2 separate regions of the Mus musculus genome follow, and region 2 is linked to region 1. A link is a contact called in public HiChIP or PLAC-seq data. All regions are on one chromosome and are shown on one strand. The core of a region is the stretch at or near the end of the contact, and the rest is flanking DNA. Distances in the headings are between cores, read along the strand shown.

Region 1 (3,790 bases), core at 591-3,090:
TCAGTACAATTCTTTTCCTTAAACAATAAGTCGGTTTCTGAGTTCCAGGCCAGCCTGGTCTACAGAGTGAGTTCCACGACAGCCAGGGCTACACAGAGAAACCCTGTCTCAAAAAACAAGAAAGAAAGAAAGAAAGAAAGAAAGAAAGAAAGAAAGAAAGAAAGAAAGAAAGAAAGAAAGAAAGAAAGAAAGAAAGAAAGGGGGGAGGAAGGAAGGAAGGAAGGAAGGAAGGAAGGAAGGAAGGAAGGAAGGAAGGAAGAAGTCAAGTTAACCATGTTATGAAGAAAAAAAAAAAAGCCTAAAAACAACTCTTTTCTGAGTTGTACAGGAAAGGATGTTCCAAACAGATCAACAGGAATAAGACACAGTGATACAAGATGCATGATAAAATCTGGAACATTCTGAATTTATGAAGCGTCTGATGTGTCTGCGAAAGACAGAGCTTTGAGGGCTGGGCAGCAGCCAGACCATGAGGTGTTTTAATGCCATGACAAAGACTTTGAACGTTATCCAGAAGGCAATCGGAACTTGAAGGCTTTTAAGGAAGAAGCAATAAGATTTAGACATGGGTTTTAAGCAGATCACTCCAGCATCAGTGTGGGAAATGAGAGGGGGAGGGGAAATGGAGTGAGGGAACCCATTAGGAAGCTATTAAAAAGGTTTGGGTGAGAATTTATGAGGCATAGCTAGAGTCAGTAGCCATGTGGGGAGGGATCCGGAAAGCTTCTTCTCAAGTGGGATAAACAAAGTTGCTCTTTGACTCTAGGATGAGGTGGATCATCTCTCTAGTCTTATCAGTTTAGGCTACTTAATACTATACTGATTTAGAAATAGGCAGAAGACAGAAATCTAGAATCTCAGACCTAAGAACAAAAGTTAAACAAAATTATAAAGGAAACACGAAGTAAAAATAAAAGGTGGAGAATGAGGAGAGGGGAGATTTAAAGTATTGAAATTCTGATACTAGTAGTGTCAAAATGTTGGCAACTAAAAAGTGCCCCTTGTGCTGGGGAATTCTCTCAGTAGTTAAGAGCACTGGCTGCTCTTTCAGATCAATAGGAATAAGACACGGCAGTACGAGAAGCTTGATAGAATCTGGAACATTCTGAATGTATGACACATCTGATGTGTCTACAAAAGTAGAAGCTCTGGGCCTGGAATGATGACTCAGCGGTTAAGAGCACTGACTGCTCTTCCATGATTTCAAATCCAATCCCAACAACCACATAGTGGCTCACAACCACCGTAATGAGATCTGACACCCTTTTTGGGTGTGTTTGAAGACAGCTACACAGTGTACTTATAATACTTACATATAATAAATAAATCTAAAAAAAAAAGTGGAAGCTCTGAGAGCTGGGCAGCAGCGGGACCATCAGGTATTTTATTGCCATGACAACTGGATTCCATTTTCTAGCACCCACTTGGAGTCTCACTGTCACCAAGGGATCTAGTGCTCTCTTCTGGCCTCTACAAGCACCAGGCATGAATGTAGTGCACAGACACACACGTATATGTGCACATGCACAGACACATAAATACTCTTGAACATAAAATAAAATAAATCTTAAAGGCTTAATTAAAGGACAGGATAGCCTCAGGATGTGAGGAGTTCTTCCCTTAGAACTGCATTTGGCTTTGACTAGTTGCCTTTTGAACTGGTTTAGAGGAAGTACTCAAGACCAGAAGGAAGTCTCTGAGAACAAAAGGTGTGATTGGTTTTCTTTGCAAGACAATAGCACCACATTCCTGAAAAAGGGAGGAAAACAGTGAGCCACTCCTGTCCCCACCGAGGGGATGGAGGCAAAAGATGGAGTCTCTCATTGTTGCAGTGAGCCCATTGACCTCTGCTAAAGGATAGGTGGAAACCTAGCACAGTAGCACACTCCTGTGATCCCAGCCCTGCGGGTAGAGGCAGGAAGGTCAGGGGTGCAAAGCTAGCTAGCCTCTCTTACATGGTGTCACTTACATGGAGTTTAAAGCCAGTGTGGTCTATGTGAGACTCGGTACTTAAACAAGCAAACAAATAACAAAAAATAGATGAGAAAGTCTAAGCAACTGAACAGGCTTGAGAAGGGTGACTTCTAGAGAGAAAGATGGTGTTAGATGCTGGCGTATCCTCCAGATCCTCCATGTAGGAAAAGGGTCCTCATTTTTCTTACTCCAGAAAGGCTAAAATGCAGGTTGTTCATGGCAAAGTCCCTTACCAGAAATTGTTAGTATGAGAAGTTATGTTTCTTCCCCACTGCAGCCTGCCCTTAGTCACTGGTCAGTGAAGGACAGTCAGGGTCCAGCCTCCAAGTCTTACTTCAGGATACCTTCTAAGGGCCATTCCAACTTCTTTGCATGATGGAGTCTCACATCCAACCTTTCCTTGGCAGATTCTGGTGTCCTTAGGGCTTCTTGAGTTTATTCCCAAAATAGATCAGGAGTTCAAGGACGGACTCAGAGGTCTTTTATAAACCTCCTGCACTAGATCTAATCTACAAAGTGTTTCAGAGGCACTCAGCATAAGGGGCTTGGGATGGTTAGGGGATTTTGTCATTGTTTTGTTTGTTTGGGGGTTTTTTGGTTTGTTCTTTGTTGTTGGTTTTTTTGTTTTGTTTTGTTTTCTTTTTTGCTTTTGCTTTGTTTTTCTCAGCTTGAAATAAATAGGGTCATCTGGGAAGAAGGAACTTCAACTGAAAAACAAACAAACGAACAAACACACCAGATTTGCCTGTAGGCAAGTCTATGGGAGCATTTTCTTGATTTACAGTTGATGCGGGAGGACTCAGCGTAGGGTGCATGGTGCTGCCCCTGGGCAGGTAGCCCTTGTGCATAAACAAAAGCAAGCCGAGTAAACTGAACACCAAGCCAGGAAGCAGTGTTCCTCCATGGCTTCTGCTTCAGGTCGCACTTGAGCTCAGTGTCCCAACTTTGCTCCTGCATTACAAACTGTGATGTGGACATAGAAACCAAATAAATAAACCGTTTCCTCCTCAAGTTTCTTTTAGTCATGGCCTTTAGCACAGCAATAAAAAGCAAACTAATAGAGGAGTGAGTGAATACATAGATTATTATTTTACACGTGTTCTTAGCCAAAAAGCTGAGAAGTCATATTGGAATCCTTGTTAGTTCATCAGATTTAGATCTATCTACAGAAACTTGATTACATCATTTGTGGGACTGATCAAAAGGCTCCAAAATAAAAAGTTAATTCAAGCCTTACCTCTTAATCAGCTGTTAGTGTTTCTGTACCTAAGTTCTCCATCCCACATGTTAGTGAGATTCCACAGGGACCCCAGTGCCCCAACTCATTTCCAGATGGCTTGGTTGCCCTGGATCTCAACCCTTCATGATCATCTTATGAAAGCAAGTTTCAACCTATTTGGAGTTCTATTTATGACTCTCTGCTTCTTGCCTCTAGCTATCTGGATGGTCTGGGCAGTTCTACAGTAGCTTCCCTTCTCTTTGAATCAAAATTCAAAGGTTAATAAATGCCTTCATATCTCCCAGCGAAGATAAGGCTTCACTGAAATTAGAAATCTCTCCTGGACACTGACACCTCTATCTGAGTTTCAGTTGGAGAATAAATTGGATGAGAAGAAAGCATGGGGCCAGCCGGGGAAGGAGGAAAATTCCCAGAGGTCTGACAAGCTTTAGTTTGAATGCAAGTCCCCCAGTACTGGGAGGAAAGCAAATTACTCTAGTAAGAAATGATTGCTTGGGGGGCTATTAACAAGATATGACCTGAGATGCAATGCTTCCCCCGGGTCATAAAGACGAGTATATATGGAGCTGATCATTA
Region 2 (3,547 bases), core at 125-2,624, 430 kb after region 1:
CAAAGTCAACTCCAGTCAGAAAAGCAGGTAGGCTAAGTTCAGACCTTCACCTCTCCCTCTGCTCCTCCAAATCAAATCCCCCATTCTCATTCCCAGCTCTACAATGGGACACCTACTGCAGCCTCCTTTCTCCTTCTGCCCCCATGTCCAGTGTATCCCACAGATCTTCCCTCCTAACCACTCTCCCCCCATGCATTGCTTTATCCAAATACCCAACTCCAGTAGGCACTCCTTGCCAACACTGGCTACTCCTGCCAGAGAAACTGTTAGGCTAACTGCAGATCCTCACATCTCGCTCCATTTCTCCAAGTCCAATTCCCCATCTCTACATCAGAATTCCTATAACAATCTTCCCCCACCTCATCTCTAGTGGATCCCACAGATCTTCCTCTCCTAACCTTCCTCCCCAACTCTTTGCTTTATCCCATCCCACAACTCCAGCAGGCGTTCCCTGAAGACACATTGGCAGCTCCTGCCAGGGAAGCAGGTATAAAAACTTCATACTCTCACCTCTCTCTTCATTCCTCCAAAGCAATTCCCCTTGTCTCATCCTCTACAACAGAACATCTGCTTTGGCCTCCCTTTCCTCTGCGCCACCCCAGCTGGTCCCACAGAGCTTTCTCATTTAATCTCTCACTCCCCTTGTATTACTTTATCCCAGCTTCCAAATCCTTGATTTCTGTTTCTTCTCTGGAGTTTAGAAGACAATTATGGTTGTGTGTTGCACATAGGGAAATATTCTCTTGACAGTTGTGACCATTGGGAGTTCCAGGTTAAATGCATTTATGGGTATTGGGACCTGAGACTTAGATATGGGGATGGCCTGAGCATGGTTAAGGGGCTTTGTAAGAGGGAGGAATTTGTTGTTTCATCAGGATCTGCTTAGCCAGTACTCTGGGAATGGGGGGTGGGGGAGGGTAGGGAATGCTGAAAGTGCATAGTGGAAAGTCTATTAAAGAGCTGGAATGATACTGGGGCGTTGGACTTGGAGGAGGAAGGGAGGGGGAGATGAGAATCTGCAGTCACCCTGAACACGAGTCTGTAGAGTATCACGTGCACTTATACCATGGCGAGAGACAAGTTCTTCCCTCAGGGTAGAAGTCTCCAAGATTTCTGTTGAAAACTGTGGAGAGAAAGGTTAGGGCTCCTTTGGTGGACACGGTGGGAAGGAAGACCAATGACTCAGCAAACACATTCTTTTCGTCTTGTTGCCATGGAGATACAGGCTGAAATGTTCACAAGGGCATGAATGCACGTGGAAATATATGGATGTTAGTCTGTCCTCAGCCTGGGATCTAGGTGATTGTCCCTTAAGTGGTGTGGTAAGCCAGGCATGGTAGCTTATGCATGTGATACCAGCATTCATTAGGTGGAGGCAGAAGAATTTCAAGACAAGGCCAGGTTGGAGCACATAGTGAGTTTTAGGACAGCCTATGTTACATAATAAGACCCTGCTTCAAGAAAACCAAAACAAGGGTGGGTGAGATGGCTCAGTGGTGAAAGATGTTGGCTACCAGGCCAGGTAACCTGAGTATAATCCCTGGGATCCGCATGGTAAAAGAAGAGAATCGAATCCTACAAGTTTTTCTCTGATGGTGATATATGCCAGGGCACACGTTTTTCTCTCTTATACTCTGTCTCTGTGTTGTTCTCTCTCTCTTTCATATGCATGCATCTGCATGCACACAGAAACACAAACGTGGTGGATAGCTCTGGGGCTAATTATATTTGATGTTAATTCCATTCTCCTGTGAGTGGCTTTGAACAAGGAATGAGTCACCACTCAGGTGATTTCCTGTAAACCTGCTTCCCACCTTAATTTGTAAAATAAAGGAGAGCTGAGGATTGGGTAGATAGAAGGGAAGGTGGGGCAGAAGGTGAGAGGGAGAGAAGAAGGAGAAAATGGAAAAGAGAGAGGACACAGAGGAAGAGGAAGAAGAAGAAAAGCAGAGCAGAAGCACGTGGCCTGGAGAAACTGCAAGTTCTAAGGGTTCTCATAGATGCGGAAGATGGTAGTATAGCTATACATCTGCCCAATCAAGGCACACAGCATGTATTCATATAAACTGTGTTGTGTTTTCATTGCTGGGGCATAATTAGGTTGGAGAGATTTACTGCAACACAAACTAGGTAAACAAATGTAATAAAAATTAAAACAAACAAACAAAAATTAAAATCAAAACTGAAGACAAAATGGTACGGTATATCTAGGAGACTGAGGGGGTTGTACACTTGGCAGAAATACTTATGTCAGAGCTTCCTGATTGCAAACAGGACCAGGCAAGCTTTTCTAATGATTCTGGGGTTTGTGGGTCTTCAACCTTGATATATAACGTATAGACTGAATATTGTGATATATTTTATCTGCTAACTTAGCTCCTTAATCTGTATGTTAATTATTGTGGTAAGGACTGAGGAGAGATGAATAATGTGGGGTATATTGATTAGACCTCACTTTCCCAAGTAAGATGAGATCCTCAGAGTCTGTGAAGCTGTCCATCTTGGTCCTTGTTCTATACATGGCCAATACTAATGCAGAAGCAAGAGGAAAACCGAAGTCCTGAAATTAGAAATGGAGGACATGCCTCTTATTTCACACCAGAAGCAGCGTTTCTAAACATCAAGACAAAGCTTTTTACACAGGAACATTCATTTACTTCTTAAGAGAATTTTCTTTAAATGACTTAGAATGTTCTCTACAGATACAGAACTTTTTTTTTTTTTTTTTTTTGAGATAGGGGTCTCTGTGTAGCCTTGTCTAGCCTGAACCACCTACATCTTCCTTCCAAATGATGGGATCAAACAACACCACACTTGGCAAGATGATTCTTAGTCATCACAGCCAGTCTATCCGGAAAAGACCTTTTCAAGCTACCAGATGACTTTTCCTTGCCCCCAGAAGTGTTGGGAGAGAGCAGAAATACCAGGTTTTCTAGTAGATACTTACTTCAAAAGTGAAGCCATCACCTACTTCTCTTCATACTATCCCTGTGGTGAAGGGAATACAATACCTCAGTGTGCTTTAGAGGTAAAAATGGGATTTTTGAGCCATTATAGCTTGTTAGACTTCTCATCTACTTAAAGAATTCCTGTTATTAAAGTAAAAGTAGTTCCTTTTAAAATTTGAGGTCAGCCTGGTCTACGTAGTGAGTTCCAGGTCAGCAGATTTGTTACCTTGCACAAAGCTCTAGTCCAGTTGGATCAAGAACCTCAACATAAAACCAGATACACTGAATGGAATAGAAGAGAAAGTGGGAAAGAGCCTCAAATTTCCTGAACAGAACACTAATGGTTCAGGCTATAAGATCAATAATTGATAAATGGGACCTCATGAAACTGAAAAGATTCTATAAGCCAAAAGACATAGTCAATAGGACAAATTGGCAACCTACAGATTGGAAAAAAAAATCTTCACCAACCCTACATCCGATAGAGGGCTAATATCCAAAATATATGAAGAACTCAAGAAATTAACCTCCAAATAACCAAATAGCCCAATTAAAAATGGAGTACAGAGCTAGACAGAGAATTCACAACAGAAGAATCT

The links. HiChIP or PLAC-seq counts read pairs in DNA pulled down with a chosen protein or histone mark.
Region 2: a contact with region 1 is called in an H3K27ac HiChIP or PLAC-seq map of embryonic stem cells, with 17 read pairs. The contact joins two enhancer-like sites. A contact is called at or near these places in 2 of 39 promoter capture datasets (cranial neural crest and liver) and 4 of 115 datasets of contacts at active chromatin or transcription factors (all in embryonic stem cells).

Annotation. Positions count from the first base shown.
Region 1 is chr7:107,338,006-107,341,795 of GRCm38.p6, forward strand. No RefSeq gene overlaps it. Among named protein-coding and RNA genes, the nearest start is that of Syt9, 31 kb to the right of the region's middle. Within about 2 kb of position 1,841, at least 18 of the 459 cell types and tissues checked have an H3K27ac peak or open chromatin away from gene starts, as enhancers often do. A contact at or near this core is called in embryonic stem cells, where this site is marked.
Region 2 is chr7:107,769,812-107,773,358 of GRCm38.p6, forward strand. No RefSeq gene overlaps it. Among named protein-coding and RNA genes, the nearest start is that of Cyb5r2, 14 kb to the left of the region's middle. Within about 2 kb of position 1,375, at least 8 of the 459 cell types and tissues checked have an H3K27ac peak or open chromatin away from gene starts, as enhancers often do. A contact at or near this core is called in embryonic stem cells, where this site is marked.